2 separate regions of the Mustela erminea genome follow, and region 2 is linked to region 1. Evidence: chromatin contacts called from public Hi-C data. All regions are on one chromosome and are shown on one strand. The core of a region is the stretch at or near the end of the contact, and the rest is flanking DNA. Distances in the headings are between cores, read along the strand shown.

Region 1 (6,637 bases), core at 40-2,539:
GACTTGGCCAGGACCCTTGGGATTGTCCAACTCCTTTATTACACCACATGGAGCTCGTGGACAGTCCCCTTCCGAAATAGCCACACCCATATTACATGATCTGATAATACTTGACGCAGACTGAAGTCACAAACCTAGTTTTCCTGACGAAACTCAGTGGACAAATTGTCTTATTCTCTCATTTTAGCTATCAGCCTAAAGGACTTGGATTCATGTTTCACCAACTCAGACTGAACAATTTTAATTCTTTTAAACATTCTATTTACAGTAATATTTTCTTTAAAAAGTTAACACTCACCTTAAAAATGGTTTCTTAAAAAAGATTGCAAACGCCTCTAGAACAGGAACCCTTTCCGAGACCCTCGTGTTCAGATCAGATCGGAACTCGGATGGTTTCCAAAAACTTCGAAACATCGTCCCGCTCAAGCACCTTCCCATTTTTAAATGTAAATCCTAAGGTTTACGGGGCCCCTTCTCTCCACGAAGGACGCTTCTCCAGTACCCAGTGAACCCACCGGGTTCTGCAGGCCCGGAGTGGGCAAGCGGCCTCTTCCTGGCGGCTCAACGTGGCCCAGTAGCACAGGGACAGGCACCTTCCCGGCGAGCGGTAGCCTGGGGGGAGGGCAGCCACGTGTACGTGCGCACCCGCGGCGGCACACCTGCCCGGATCGTGCCTCGTGCCCGGTTCCCCGTGCGCCCGGGAGGTCGCAGCCCTAAGACAAGGAACGGAATTGTGCTCAGTGCGGCTCTTTTCTTGAGGCTGGGGGTGGCTCTGAAAAGAGCCTTTGGTGTCACGGGGCCCCTGGGGCGCGCGGCCGTTATCGGCCCGCCTCCGCGGCCTCACTTGCCCTTGGCCTTGTGGTGGCTCTCGGTCTTCTTGGGCAGCAGCACGGCCTGGATGTTGGGCAGCACGCCGCCCTGCGCGATGGTGACGCGGCCCAGCAGCTTGTTGAGCTCCTCGTCGTTGCGGATGGCCAGCTGCAGGTGGCGCGGGATGATGCGCGTCTTCTTGTTGTCGCGCGCCGCGTTGCCCGCCAGCTCCAGGATCTCGGCCGTCAGGTACTCGAGCACGGCCGCCAGGTACACGGGCGCGCCCGCCCCAACCCGCTCCGAATAGTTGCCTTTCCGGAGCAGGCGGTGCACGCGGCCCACCGGGAACTGCAGGCCGGCCCGCGAAGAGCGTGACTTGGCCTTGGCACGCGCCTTGCCGCCCTGCTTGCCTCGGCCAGACATCTCCAAGTCGGGCGCGGGGAGAGTAAAAACCTGAAAAAAGACGCCAGTAGCAACGACGCCGCTAGGCCCGGTGAGCCCTTATATATGGTCCAGAGGTAGCCGAGCCGGCCTCGTCCGATTGGATAGCGACATCCACCAATCAGAAAAGGAGACCGCCATCCCCCTAATTTGCATGCGCCTTTTTCCAGTGGTGACGTGACGTAGCACTTGAGCCTATCAGGAACGAGGAACTCTGGATCCTTCATTTGCATACGGGACGTATAAATAGAGTTGCTCCGGTCCTCTCTTCTTTTTGTTTGGAGAGATCTGCAGCCATGCCTGATCCGTCCAAATCGGCGCCCGCGCCCAAGAAGGGCTCCAAGAAGGCCGTCACCAAGGCGCAGAAGAAGGATGGCAAGAAGCGCAAGCGCAGCCGCAAGGAGAGCTACTCCATCTACGTGTACAAGGTGCTCAAGCAGGTGCACCCCGACACTGGCATCTCGTCCAAGGCCATGGGCATCATGAACTCGTTCGTCAACGACATCTTCGAGCGCATCGCCAGCGAGGCCTCCCGCCTGGCGCACTACAACAAGCGCTCCACCATCACGTCCCGCGAGGTGCAGACGGCCGTGCGCCTGCTGCTGCCCGGCGAGCTGGCCAAGCATGCCGTGTCCGAGGGCACCAAGGCTGTCACCAAGTACACCAGCTCCAAGTGAGGCGCACCGGCCGCCCCGGAACCCAAAGGCTCTTTTCAGAGCCACCCACACAATCGAAAAAGGGTTTCGAACACGGTCAAGGATTGTTATGTGAACCAATTACGTTTTGTGCGTCCTAGCGGTTTCCTGGTGGTTGGGGATGTGTGCGTGCGCACGTTAGTGTGTGAGTGTGAGCAAGAACGTGGAGCTATTATGTGCAGAGTTCTGGGACGGGAATCCTGGCCAGGCGTTCAAGGATCCCATGTCCACCCTCCCCTTTTCTTGGGGCTATTCATGCGTCACCAGTCGAAGTCGGAGCCTTGAGCTTCTGCGTCCTCTGGTGGCTGCAGAGTGTATCCCGGCCTTTGCGCGCGTGGAGTGCGCCTGTGGGTGAGGGGCGCGGGGCACCTCCAGGAGGCCCTCGTGTCTTCCGTCCCTCCCCAGTGTCCCTGATGAATGAACCCCGGAGGTGAGGACTCTGTGGTTGCCTGGCCCGGGCGGTAGCGCCTGGAGCTGCTTCCTTACCCAGACCAGATCTCGTCATCTCCCCCCCGCCCCCCCACCGGACCAGACCTCGTCATCCCTGCCTGGACCAGGCGTCGTCATCCTGGAGCGGTGAACGGTTCTGGGAGGGTGTTTGCGTGGCTGGATCTTGCATCGGCAGAATATTTGGAACCGAAAGGGAAATGGAAGCGTCTCTGTGCGCGGGAGCCAGATGTAATAAGACGAAACCTGCGGGTAGCTGTAACCTATGCGGGGATGGGGGGGCATCAGCTCAAGATGTCTGTAATCCTCTGTAATTCCACCTTTTATGAACAAATTAGCTCCTTTCCCTCTCAGTTACACTTTTATTTTCTGGGAAGCGTCAGTGACACAATTCTCCTTTGAATTTAGGGCATTTAATTTGGAAAGTGTCATCTTGGCTCAGAGAAAGCGCTTCAGCACAAAGAGTCTTCACTTGGGAAAAGACGTCGCTTTTCCTTTTGCTTCGCTTGGCTTTTCTTATTTGCAAATAAGAGATGCCCAACAATCGCTTTCCTTGAGCCGTTTTGAGTCTTAGATAGATAGAAAGGTAGTGTCTTCAGCTCAGGCAGGGAAACATAATACACAATGAAAGAGAACAATCGTGTTTTTCCAAATCATTTCTCCAAAGGAAGCCGGTTGGGTACCGCCTGGGGGGTGGGGGTATGGGGTGTCTGAGGAGGGAACGTCACCCCGCCCCAGCGCTGAAGCCCACCCACCCACTCCTTCTGCGTGGGTCCAGGCTAAAGGGATTGGAAACCTCACGCGTTTTTCGGTTGGCATCTAAAATATTTTTTTCCTTAGTTCTAATAGTTAACAAGGACGCAAATCCCAACACAGGACGTTTTAAAAAGCAAAATGGTCACAACCAAAAATTGTAAAGAAATGTCTGAATATTTGTAAAGTTCTTGAGCTTTTATACGTTTTCAAAATCTTTTTTATTGAGGACACACGATCTTTTCAAGGTATCTATTGAAATAGCAATTAGATACCATAATTCATAAAACACATGATCAAATTCTTGGTTAACGCTGAGATAGTCTAGATGATCTTTTTTTCTCCCTGAACTCATTCCCATTGCACTTCTCGGAATTTCATCCAAATGTAAGATTTATTTTTAAGTGTTTTATCCATGACCTTTCTTTATCCAAAAAATAATAAATAAATAAGAGATAGGTAAATTGTAACTTAAAAATTTTTGTAGGTGACAAAAAGTGTTTAAAAAATCATCTGGACAGTATGCAATTGCTGAAAACATGTTTTGGTACATAGGCATCAAATATAATTATAAGTAATACTCAATCAGAATATTAGTGACACCTATGTCATTCAGTGAGATTGATGGGTTCTCCCTACCTTGTGGGCTCCCTTTATGCATCCATGGGCACATACAGTATTGTCGTGGTTACAGTGACAGTGGTTACAGTGACAGTGATGTGCCTCCTCGCTTTCCCTTTACCTTTTTTTTTAAAGCTACATGCTCTGAAACAATATTTACAAACAAAACAAAACAAAAACACCCAAACAAACCCATACATACAGAAATTTTGTCATGGCTATTTTACTCAAATCTCTCCCTCCTAGTTATAATTCCAAAATTTGAAAACGGTCGTTTGTCATCAACATCAACACTTGTTAAGAGATATTTGATTCATAATGAGCACTACAGAATCCAGCCCTCCACTGTGAAGCAGGGGTGTCCTGGGGGGGTGGGGTCTGTGCCCTCAGCCCTCTACTCAGGTGGACTAGGAGTCTATCTCGAGCACTTCTGGTAACAGGAAACTAGTCTCCCAGATCCACGATTCTCTGCCTGACTTATGAGCTTAAGACATAGGTTTAATAAAATGAAACTTGTCTCCAGCCGTGTGTGATTGGGCTAGCAGTAGGCAATAAAAATAAAATAGAAGCTGAAGAAACAATTCTCAAATACAATGGTATGAAAGTGTCTTGTTCTGGATAATGCAAAATGCAGATTAATTTCTGTCTTTTCACTGCTCTGGTACGCACACTTCATTATCATGAAAAAAACAAAGAAAAAAAAAAGGCTGCATCTGTGTGCTCAACAGTAGGGTGGAGGCTACAGAGAAAGCCAGCAGCAGCCCCAGACAGAGAATGGGCCTGGTTGGGCCCTCTCCTCCCAGCGCATCTATAAAGGAAGATGCAGGGTGTTGAGAATTTATAATCAAGAAATGGAGGGAAATTGAGTACAGAGCCCACATTTGTAATAGGGCTACAGAAGAGAAACAGAAATGTTATTTACATTAAGCTGGAGGTTGGAGGAAATGCTGACAATGCGGGGTACTGACAGTGCATAGGCTTGGAGAGGGAGGGCCCAACACAGTGGTGGAATCCTCTGGGTTTGAGATCATGAAATAAACGCTCAGATCTGGAAGGCACTGGAGGAATTTCGCAGGTTTCCTGTCTGACGCGCATTTAAGACCACTCCCCTCCCCCCATCTCAGCTAAAAATTCCAAGTCATATTTGCTAATTACTATGGAGTAAACCAGAGATGGAGCGGCAGGGGCTATCCCTTTAATAAAATCTATAAAAGCAATCAATCTACTGTATAAAAGGTTAAATGCTGATGGGAGCGTGGTAGTCACTGGAGATGGCCAGAGTCCCCTGGGGGAGAAGAAAGGGGGCAGGGCCCACCTGAGGGAATCAAGTGTGGAATCCAAATCCTGGGAGGCCTGCTGGCTTTCAGAGACAGAATGCTCTTGGAGGTGTTTGTAGTTTGGGAGTCATTAGAACAGCGGGATGTTTTTTAGGGTGAGGGCAGCTTGACCTGTCAGGCCTAGTGCTTTGGTTATGAAGGAGGCAAATTATACCTCCTTTGCATATGGTTCACCTTGTTTTGTTTTGTTCTTAAATGCCTTCCTTTCGTTTTCTTAAAAAGGCTCTTTCCACTGGGTGTTACATGAAACTGGTAAGTTATTAAAATCTACATCTGACACTGATGATATACTACATATAAGTTGGCTAACTGAATTAAAAAACACTAAAATAAAAATGCTCTTTCACGGTTTACTGGGCTTCTGTTAAAAGTATACACGTTTTTCGAAAAAAGAATGAGCAATGTCCTACTAGGAGGATTTTTAGCGGACTAGGAGGGCGGAGGGCACAATCTGCCATTTTCCTTTTTTCCAGCAGAAACGTGTAGTCCGCATAAAAAACTACTTAAACGCAAGACTCTTGGTTTTGGCCAGAAGCTTCTGGGTCTAGTGAGGCAACAGTAACAGGCGCCACCGCCAAGGCTGCGCCACAACACCCAGGGCCTCACTCACGTCGCGCCCAGCGTACCTGATCTCACCCATTCAGGGACAGGGGGGTCGCTGGTGGGGAGGATGGTCCGAGGACTTCCTGGAGGTGATGCTCACCCTCACCCCACCGGGTCCCCGCCTAAAGCCAAGGCGCCCTCCCTCTTCCGTTGCTGGCTCGCTGGAGACAGACCCAAGAGGCTTTTGCAGGGTACGCGCCTTTGAAGGAGCTTGGCTTTGGCCGGGTCTTGTGCCCCAGTTCCCCCATGGAACAGCCCCTCACAGTCAGACCGGATGGCACGCTCCCTTCTGCGCCCAGAGGCCGCTCTGAAAAGAGCCTTTGGGTTCTGAGGCGGCCGGCGCGCCTCACTTGGAGCTGGTGTACTTGGTGCCCTCGGACACGGCATGCTTGGCCAGCTCGCCGGGCAGCAGCAGGCGCACGGCCGTCTGCACCTCGCGGGACGTGATGGTGGAGCACTTGTTGTAGTGAGCCAGGCGGGAGGCCTCGCTGGCGATGCGCTCGAAGATGTCGTTGACGAACGAGTTCATGGTGCCCATGGCCTTGGACGAGATGCCCGTGTGGGGGTGCACCTGCTTGAGCACCTTGTACACGTAGATGGAGTAGCTCTCCTTGCGGCTGCGCTTGCGCTTCTTGCCGTCCTTCTTCTGCGCCTTGGTGACGGCCTTCTTGGAGCCCTTCTTGGGCGCGGGCGCCGAACAAGAGGGCTCTGGCCTGGCGTGGGGGGTAGGGGCGGCAGGCCAGGCAGATGGGGACGGCAGCGGGGTAGGGTACGGATGGGGATGGCGGCGGGACGGCCGGGGCGGCCACCGAGGCAGATGGGGGCGACTTCAGGGCAGGGGCGAAAGCAGGACTACGGGCGACTGCGGCCAGGGCGGGGACAACGGAGGCCGAGGAGGGGCGGCCGGGCCCGGAGATGCGCTCAAGCCGG
Region 2 (6,889 bases), core at 3,782-6,281, 260 kb before region 1:
GGGGGGACTCAGTCGATGGAGCGTCTGGGATCGAGTCCCTCGTGAGGGAACTCACTTCTTCCTCTCCCTCTGCCTGCCGCTCCCCCTGCTTGTGCACTATCTCTCTCTCTCTCTCTCTCTCTCTCTCTAAAGAAATACATGAAATCTGGGTGCCTGGGTGGTTCAGTGGGTTAAGCCTCTGCCTTCAGCTCAGGTCATGATCTCAGGGTCCTGGGATTGAGTCCCATATTGGGCTTTCTGCTCGGCAAGGAGCCTGCTTCTCCCTCTCTCTATGCCTTCCCCTCTGTCTAGTTGTGATCTCTCTCTCTCTGTCAAATAAGTAAATAAAATCCTAGAAGAAGAAGAAGAAGAAGAAGAAGAAGAAGAAGAAGAAGAAGAAGAAGAAGAAGAAAAGAAATATATGAAATCTTAAAAAAATAATAAAAAAAAAGAGCTCGGGAGAATGTCAGGACCGTGCTGTCCACTCGCCATGGCTGGTCCCAGAGAAGTCACTGGTCACTGGGGTGGCCTGTCCTGTCTTTGGACCTCGGCTTCCTCTCCCGTAGAGGAGGAGGGGTGGGCGAGTTCTCGGACCCTAGGATAGGCTGGCTGTCCCCAGCAGAATAGGACCAAAGACTGGTCTCCTCTGGGACCTGGGCCCAGTGGCCAGTGGGGCTGGGGTATAGGGTGCCAAGCAGAAGGTACCCTGGCCACTCTCCGTGGGCGAGGATGGACACTGGGGGTGGGACATGCTCCGGAATTGGGTGGAGGACCACTCCCCCATCTCTGGGCTGGGTACCCCGGAGCTCCACCCAGGCAAGGATGCGGCTCTGCCCAGAGTCTCCCCAGCCCTGTTGCCATGGTAACTTTGTGTCATCCGGACGCCCATCGGAGGTGCCATGGCCTTCCTGGGTGTGTCTTGCAAGGCTGTCCCAGAGAGATGAGCGTCTGGCTCTGTAGACCGAGGGAGTCATAGCCCCCGGGGATGTGACAGGCAAGAAAGGCAAAGGAAGAGTGAATTCTTCTGCTGTGCTCTGGGACACCCAGCCTTCCTGCGTCTGCAGCCTGTGGACAGCAGATCCTGGGACTTCCCGGTCTCCGAAGCTGTATAAGTCAGTGCCCGGGACACCCTCATCCCATCTGTGCCTTTCCCTGTCCTCTGGGGAATGCAGAGGAATACACCTGCAGAGGGAGCCACTCTAGGTGTGGGGCCCCCTTGTCCACACAGCCGGATGATGGAAACAACTACCCTGCTGGTTCCCGGCATCCTGCATGCATTTATCTGGTGGATCTGAATCCTTCTAGCTGCAGACTTGGCCCCTTCCCACTAGCCGGGTGGAATTAGATGTTCAGTCCATCACACACGCCCATTGCTGACTGGGGTGGGAGCCAGCCTGGACCAGGCAGACCCCAGAGACCCCATCCTGACCACCCTGGGGAATGGGGGCGGGCCTCAGGGCTGACATGGGAGCAGGCAGACTAAGGGCATGGTTCCGAGGAAGGAGGGGGATCTGAGAGCAGCAGGTGTAGGGCCTGCCGTGGGTCTGGGTCTCCACCCCAACACACTGGCGGACTGGGCCCTGCCTCACAACGAGGTTGAATTAGTGCCTCCAATAAATGATGCACGGTTCCAAGAGGAACCCAACGAGTTCTCCAAAGCTGAGACACTTCCTGGGCACGTGACATCAGGGGTGACAGGTGTCTCATAGCTCCACAGGATGATAAGAGGTGCCCAGGGCCATCAGAACTCCCCAGACCGAGCATCTCCAAGTGCGTCCCTCCTGCTGGCTGCATTCCACTCGCACCTCCAAAGGCTGGGTGCCACAGACAGGAAGCACTTTCCAGAAGAACCCGTGGGCATGTCCGCTCCAGGGGGATGAAGCAGTGGTGGGCTGATGTCCTCCCCAAGTGCACCCATGTGGGGAGCAGAATGAGGCCGAGTGCACCCATGTGGGGAGCAGAAACTGTCCACTGGAACAGAAACTGTCCGGCTGCTGCAGCAGCTACAGTGGGGCATGGAAGGGAGGTTTCTGCTGTCCCAGAATCATAGGTCCTGCACACATCATTCTTTGGGAATGAGGCCGAGTGCACACAGAATGCAGAAAATGCTATCTGTCGGGCAAAGGCGCGCTTCTCGGCGGCCCCACGCGGCACCTGCTGACCCTGGGGCACCCTGTTGGCTGCTTCATCCTCAGGCGTGAGGCAAGGGTGAGAGCCAGGCGGGGAATGCTCTTGCCCTGTGGAGCTGGCCTGCCAGAGAGGACTGCAGTGCCCACATGGGGAAGGCAGGGACCCCCGCCCCCGGACAGAGGGAGCAAAGCACCCGGCTGAGAACATTTCCAGCCCGTCAGCAATGAGAAGGAGCCCCACAAGCTGGGCTGGAGTGAGGAGGACACAGTAGTGGTGCAGGGAGAGAAGCTGATATAAGATGGCGAAACTGAGGCAGGTGCCCGTATGGGGAGAACGGGGATGTTCAAAGGGCCAAGGTAACACAGGCCTCTCCATGTGTGACACGGGGCTGTGGCCCACATTCTGCTTCTCAGCTACCTTGTGGACATGGGCCAGCCCTTCCCCTGCCAGCCGTAGGACACTGGCAGAGTCGAGGCCTGGCTGGCTCCTGGCCCCAGCCCAGAACAAGAGGCAGGGCAGCCCTTGGGTAGGGCAGGGAACGAGGTGTGAGCGTGGGGGCTGGGCCCCTGTCCTCAAACTGGCTGTAATTCTCACTGCCTAGGTATGGTCCCTGGAGGGCCATACAGGATCAGGGGCCTCTGGGGGTGGGCATGCCAGAGAAGGGAGCTGAGCAGAGGGAGATGTAGGGTCCCACCCGTCTGGATAGAAATCTGTCTCGGGTCCCCTCTGGGAGCCACACTGTCCCAGGAAGGCTTAGAGGGGATGAAACTTCTGGCCAGGAGGTGCTGGCCATTGAGGGCCTTAGCTAAGTGGTAACCTGGAGGAACCCAAGTCAGCAGCTGGAGGCCGCAAAGTACCAGCATCCTGGGGACAGGGTGGGGCTGGCCGAAGAGCGAAGGTCCAGCAAGTGGCTTGCTGGAGGCCAAGTTCCAAGGGCTGCCATCCCAGCCTCCAGGCCTCCCCAGAGCATGCCTAGCCACCATGAACAATGCCACGGGCTATGTGCAGAGCGGGAGACCCGCAGGGAGGGAGCAGCTCTTCCCCCCACAACCCCCACACCCCCTATACCCCCTCTCCTGCCTGCGCCCCTTTGCTCCAGCCGGCCCTTCAGTTCCTTCTTGCCCAGCATCCTTGCGTCTGATCTGGCCTTCAGCCTGGGAACTGCTGAAGGAGAGGAGTTTGACCCCAAACCCCCAACCAGGCCACCAGGCCCCCTACTAGAGGTCAGGCTAGAGGTGAGAGTCTGGGCGGGAGGCAGCTAGACAGCTCACCTCGCCCTCTCCTGGCAGGAGCTGGACAGGCGCTGTCTTCATCTTCTATTCCCAGGGTGTCCCCTTCCCCAACCCCAGGGAAGAGGGGGAGGGAGCCCAGGTGAGCACCTGGGCCTCAGTTTCCCGAGGGAACCACCAGGCACGTCCTTGCTCTGACGGATCCTTCCCCTGATGTGCCCCGTACCTGTCCGTCCTGGGCTGAGATGCCCCCTACCCCCAGGAAGGACAAGTTCAAGACGAAGGTAAATTCCTTTAGCTAGGGACAGGTACACAGGAATTATTTTTTTCATACACTCCTTCCTGCCTCTATTTTCATACTTTTTTAAATTTCAAAGAAAGCTTCTGAAGACACAGTGACCACTTGCAGATTGGGCATTGACTCTCTGCGGGTGGGGAGCCATCACCTCCGGAAGCTTCTGTGCCCTTCCCTGGAGAAACAGACCCCGGAGGGCACTTTGCATGAGCATGTGCTGTACACTTAGGGCAGGAGAGACCCCAAGCAGGCCCACGGAGGTGGGCTGGGAGCTGGGCGGGAGGAGGCCTTGGGGGTAGATGCTGGGGTGCAGGCCACCAGCTGGTTCGTTTGTAAGTGGTGAGATCTGAGGGAAGCTGGGACTGCAAGGTGGGTCCACAGGGCTGTCTTGGCTCACAGGGTCAAGCGACCACCAGCCTCTCCGAAGATGAGGCTGGAGGAGGGCCTGAGGAGAACTGGCAGCTGCTCGGATCCCAGCTGCCCCAGGAGGGAGGGGGCCCTGCCCACGGGGAGCAAGAGGGCACAGGAGGGGGCTGGGCAGGACTTCACTGCCAGGCAGGCCCCTGGGCTCAGGGCATGGCCTTGCTTTGTGCCCCCTACAATACACGGGTTTGGAGAGCCCCTCCAGCAGAATCAGAGGACTTCTCGCGAGTGAGACCCCTCAAAGCAGCACGACAGTGGGGGGACGGAGACCAGGTGGCAGAAAGGAGGGGGGTCCGGGTTGGCAGGAGGCCAGAGTAAGGTCCTACGTGGGGTCCTCAGCCAAGCCCTGAGCCTGGAAACCGTGGAGAGGTGACGCGACTGTCCGTGTCTCCCTTCCGATCAGCCCAGGGAGGCTTCCAGGAGTAGGGGGCTCTTCCTTCCAGTTCGCCAGATTTGGGGCTCACGGGGACCCCGGGGGCAGCGCCGTCCCCCGCCCAGCAGAGCTCCTGCTCGGCCTGTGCTACTGGATGGCCACGTGCTCCCCGGGCGGGCGGGGGCGGGGGCGGGGGGGAGGCTCCTCGGGCGGGCCAGGGGCGGCGTGGTGGTCACAATTTCCACACCTGGGGTGGGCGCCCGGGGAGACCGACCGCGGCCCGCTGATCAGAGAGGGCCCGCCTGCTCAGGGAGAGGACAGGCACCGTCTCCCCGGCCGCCGCGCCCACGCCCGCCTCAGTACTCCGATCTGCAACTTGTGCAGGCGGGTCCACCACCGCGCGGACCAGGAGAAGCGCGGCGCAGGCGTAGGCGCACTCCGTTCCGGGAGGGGCACACGGGTGCGCACGCGCGCAGCGGCGGGAGGGCGTGGCCCGGGCGGGGCGGAGTCCTGGTCCCGCGTGCCCGCCCCCAGCCCGGAGTCTGCGCGTGCGCCCTGCGGAGGGGAGTAGGCGGGGCCACAGGCGCCCCCGCCCCGTTCCCCAGCGTCCCCCGCGGCAGCAGGCACTGACGTGGCCGCCGTCAGAGCCGCCATCTTGTGGGAGCAAAACCAACGCCTGGCTCGGAGCAGTAGCCTCGCCGCGGCTGCCGAGGGTGAGGCGGCGGGCCGGGAGCCATGGGCCGGGGTCGGGGTGGCGGGGACAGGGATAGGTCCGGGCCGCTGAGGCTCTGCCCACCGCGGCGGCGTTGCGTCGGTGAGGCCGGGCCGGGCGGGGGCCGACGTGAGGCCGGGGCGAGGAGGCCCAGGGCCGGGCCGGGGAACTAGGCGGGGCGGGCGAGACGAGGTCTGGGCGGGGTGGAGGGTCGAGGCGCGGAGGGCGCTAGGGCTGGGCCGGGGGTCGAGGATTGGCTGGGGGTCAAGGGGAGGCCCGGCCGAGGCGGGGGAGGGGACTGGCCGGGCCTGGGTCTAGGCGGGGGCCGGGGGGTGGGTTGCGTGGAGTCAGGGCCCGGGGCTGGGGCGCCGCCGGCCCCTGAATCTCTCCCGCGGCCTCGCGCCCCCAGCGCCGAAGGGGTGGACGCGCGGAAGTCCGGGCCGGGCCGTGGGATCCCGCCTCGGGGTCTCCGGCACTCGCGGCCCGGGACGCCGCCAAGGTCACGCGATGGCCGGAGTGGGATCCCCGTTCCGTGGGCCGGGGTCCCGGGTTCGGAGTGGGAGCAGCCGTGGGCGCGGGACGTGGCGGCGCGGGGCTCGGAGGAAAGCCGCTGAGGTCCGGCTCGCTTCCTGAGCGCCGTCGGCACGGAGTGCACTCTTCCTTCCTCGTTGGGGGGTCTGGTTCCTGGAGGACTGTCTGCGCGGGTTCGCGGACTTGTCGGGCGGGCAAGCGGGCGGGGTGGGTGAGACGGGAACTGGACGAGTGCGGCGTGCGGGTTCCGGGTCGTGCGGGGCTCGGCGGTGCCCGGGCTTGGCGCAGTTCACGTCGCGCTCTGCGCTGGGAGCGCCTCCCATTTCCTCAGCGCCCGGCAGCCGCCTTCCGTGCCGCCGCGGACTCGCATGGGAAGGGGGTTCTGCACGGGAGGGGTGCGGAGCCGGGCGGTCCCGGAAGTCACCGCGGCCCGGCGGCTGCTGGTGTCCCTGCGGTCGGCTGTAGTTCCCGTTTCACAGCCAACAGTGAGCGCTCAGAGCTTCTGTGTGCCCGCTGTCTGAGCCTGGGGCTGAGCGTGCCCGTGCGGCGCTCCGAGGCTGCGAGACCCGCCGTTCTCCCTACCGGTCCCCTCCTGTGCCCCGTGCGGAGCCCGTGCCGCGTGAGCGGTGTCCAGGTGAGGGTCATCACACGACTGGCCGTGAGTTAGCGCGCCCCGCCCTCCTGCAAAGGCTTGGTCTTGTCCGCGGGCCTCCTGGGTTGTCTTCAGGACGCCTGGGAAATTCCACACGATCGTCTGTCTCCAGGTGCGGCAGTCCTCACCGGCAGGTGTCCACACCTACCTCGTCCAGGGACTTGGGTCATGCTGGTTCCCCTGCTGTCTCTTCTCCAAGGTGAGGAGCACCCCCGGTGTGCTGAGCTGAAGCTCCCGGGCTGGGACAGGCTTGCACTTCCAGCAGGGCACAGTCTGCTCCTGCTGGCTTCAGGGACACTGGGTGCGGCCTCTGCAGCCGAGACTCTATCCTGTGCCCGGCAGCTGCATCTGGGACCTGGCACCGTCTTGAGCAGTGTAGGAAATGTTGGAGAAAGTTGAGTCCATTTTCCACAGGTTCTTCCAAAAGAGGGGAATTTCAGTCTGCTTTTGGGATTTGCTCTGCTGTTCTTGTCTGCATAGAATGAGGTGCTCCGTTGGCGCCTTTTGGGTGTGGAGGATGTTCAGTCTTTGAGAAACGCTTTGGACCTGGTCATGGATCTGTTGT

What was found. Hi-C and Micro-C count contacts between places; a contact is called where the count stands out from the background.
Region 2: a contact with region 1 is called in a Hi-C map of skeletal muscle, with 10 times the contacts expected there. The contact joins the promoter of ARF1 here to the promoter of LOC116585818 in region 1. A contact is called at or near these places in 2 of 3 Hi-C or Micro-C datasets (skeletal muscle and spleen).

Annotation. Positions count from the first base shown.
Region 1 is chr3:3,641,592-3,648,228 of mMusErm1.Pri, reverse strand. It overlaps LOC116585818 (histone H2A.J), which reads right to left and starts at 1,289. Exons shown (of 3, transcript XM_032335062.1): 1 at 865-1,289; 2 at 299-862. The coding sequence starts at 1,233. The coding sequence ends at 461. LOC116585819 (histone H2B type 3-B) reads left to right here and starts at 1,505. Exons shown (of 1, transcript XM_032335063.1): 1 at 1,505-4,461. The coding sequence starts at 1,548. The coding sequence ends at 1,928. LOC116585758 (histone H2B type 1-F/J/L-like) reads right to left here. Exons shown (of 2, transcript XM_032335020.1): 2 at 6,039-6,534. The coding sequence ends at 6,054.
Region 2 is chr3:3,901,582-3,908,470 of mMusErm1.Pri, reverse strand. It overlaps ARF1 (ADP-ribosylation factor 1), which reads left to right and starts at 5,031. Exons shown (of 5, transcript XM_032335124.1): 1 at 5,031-5,142.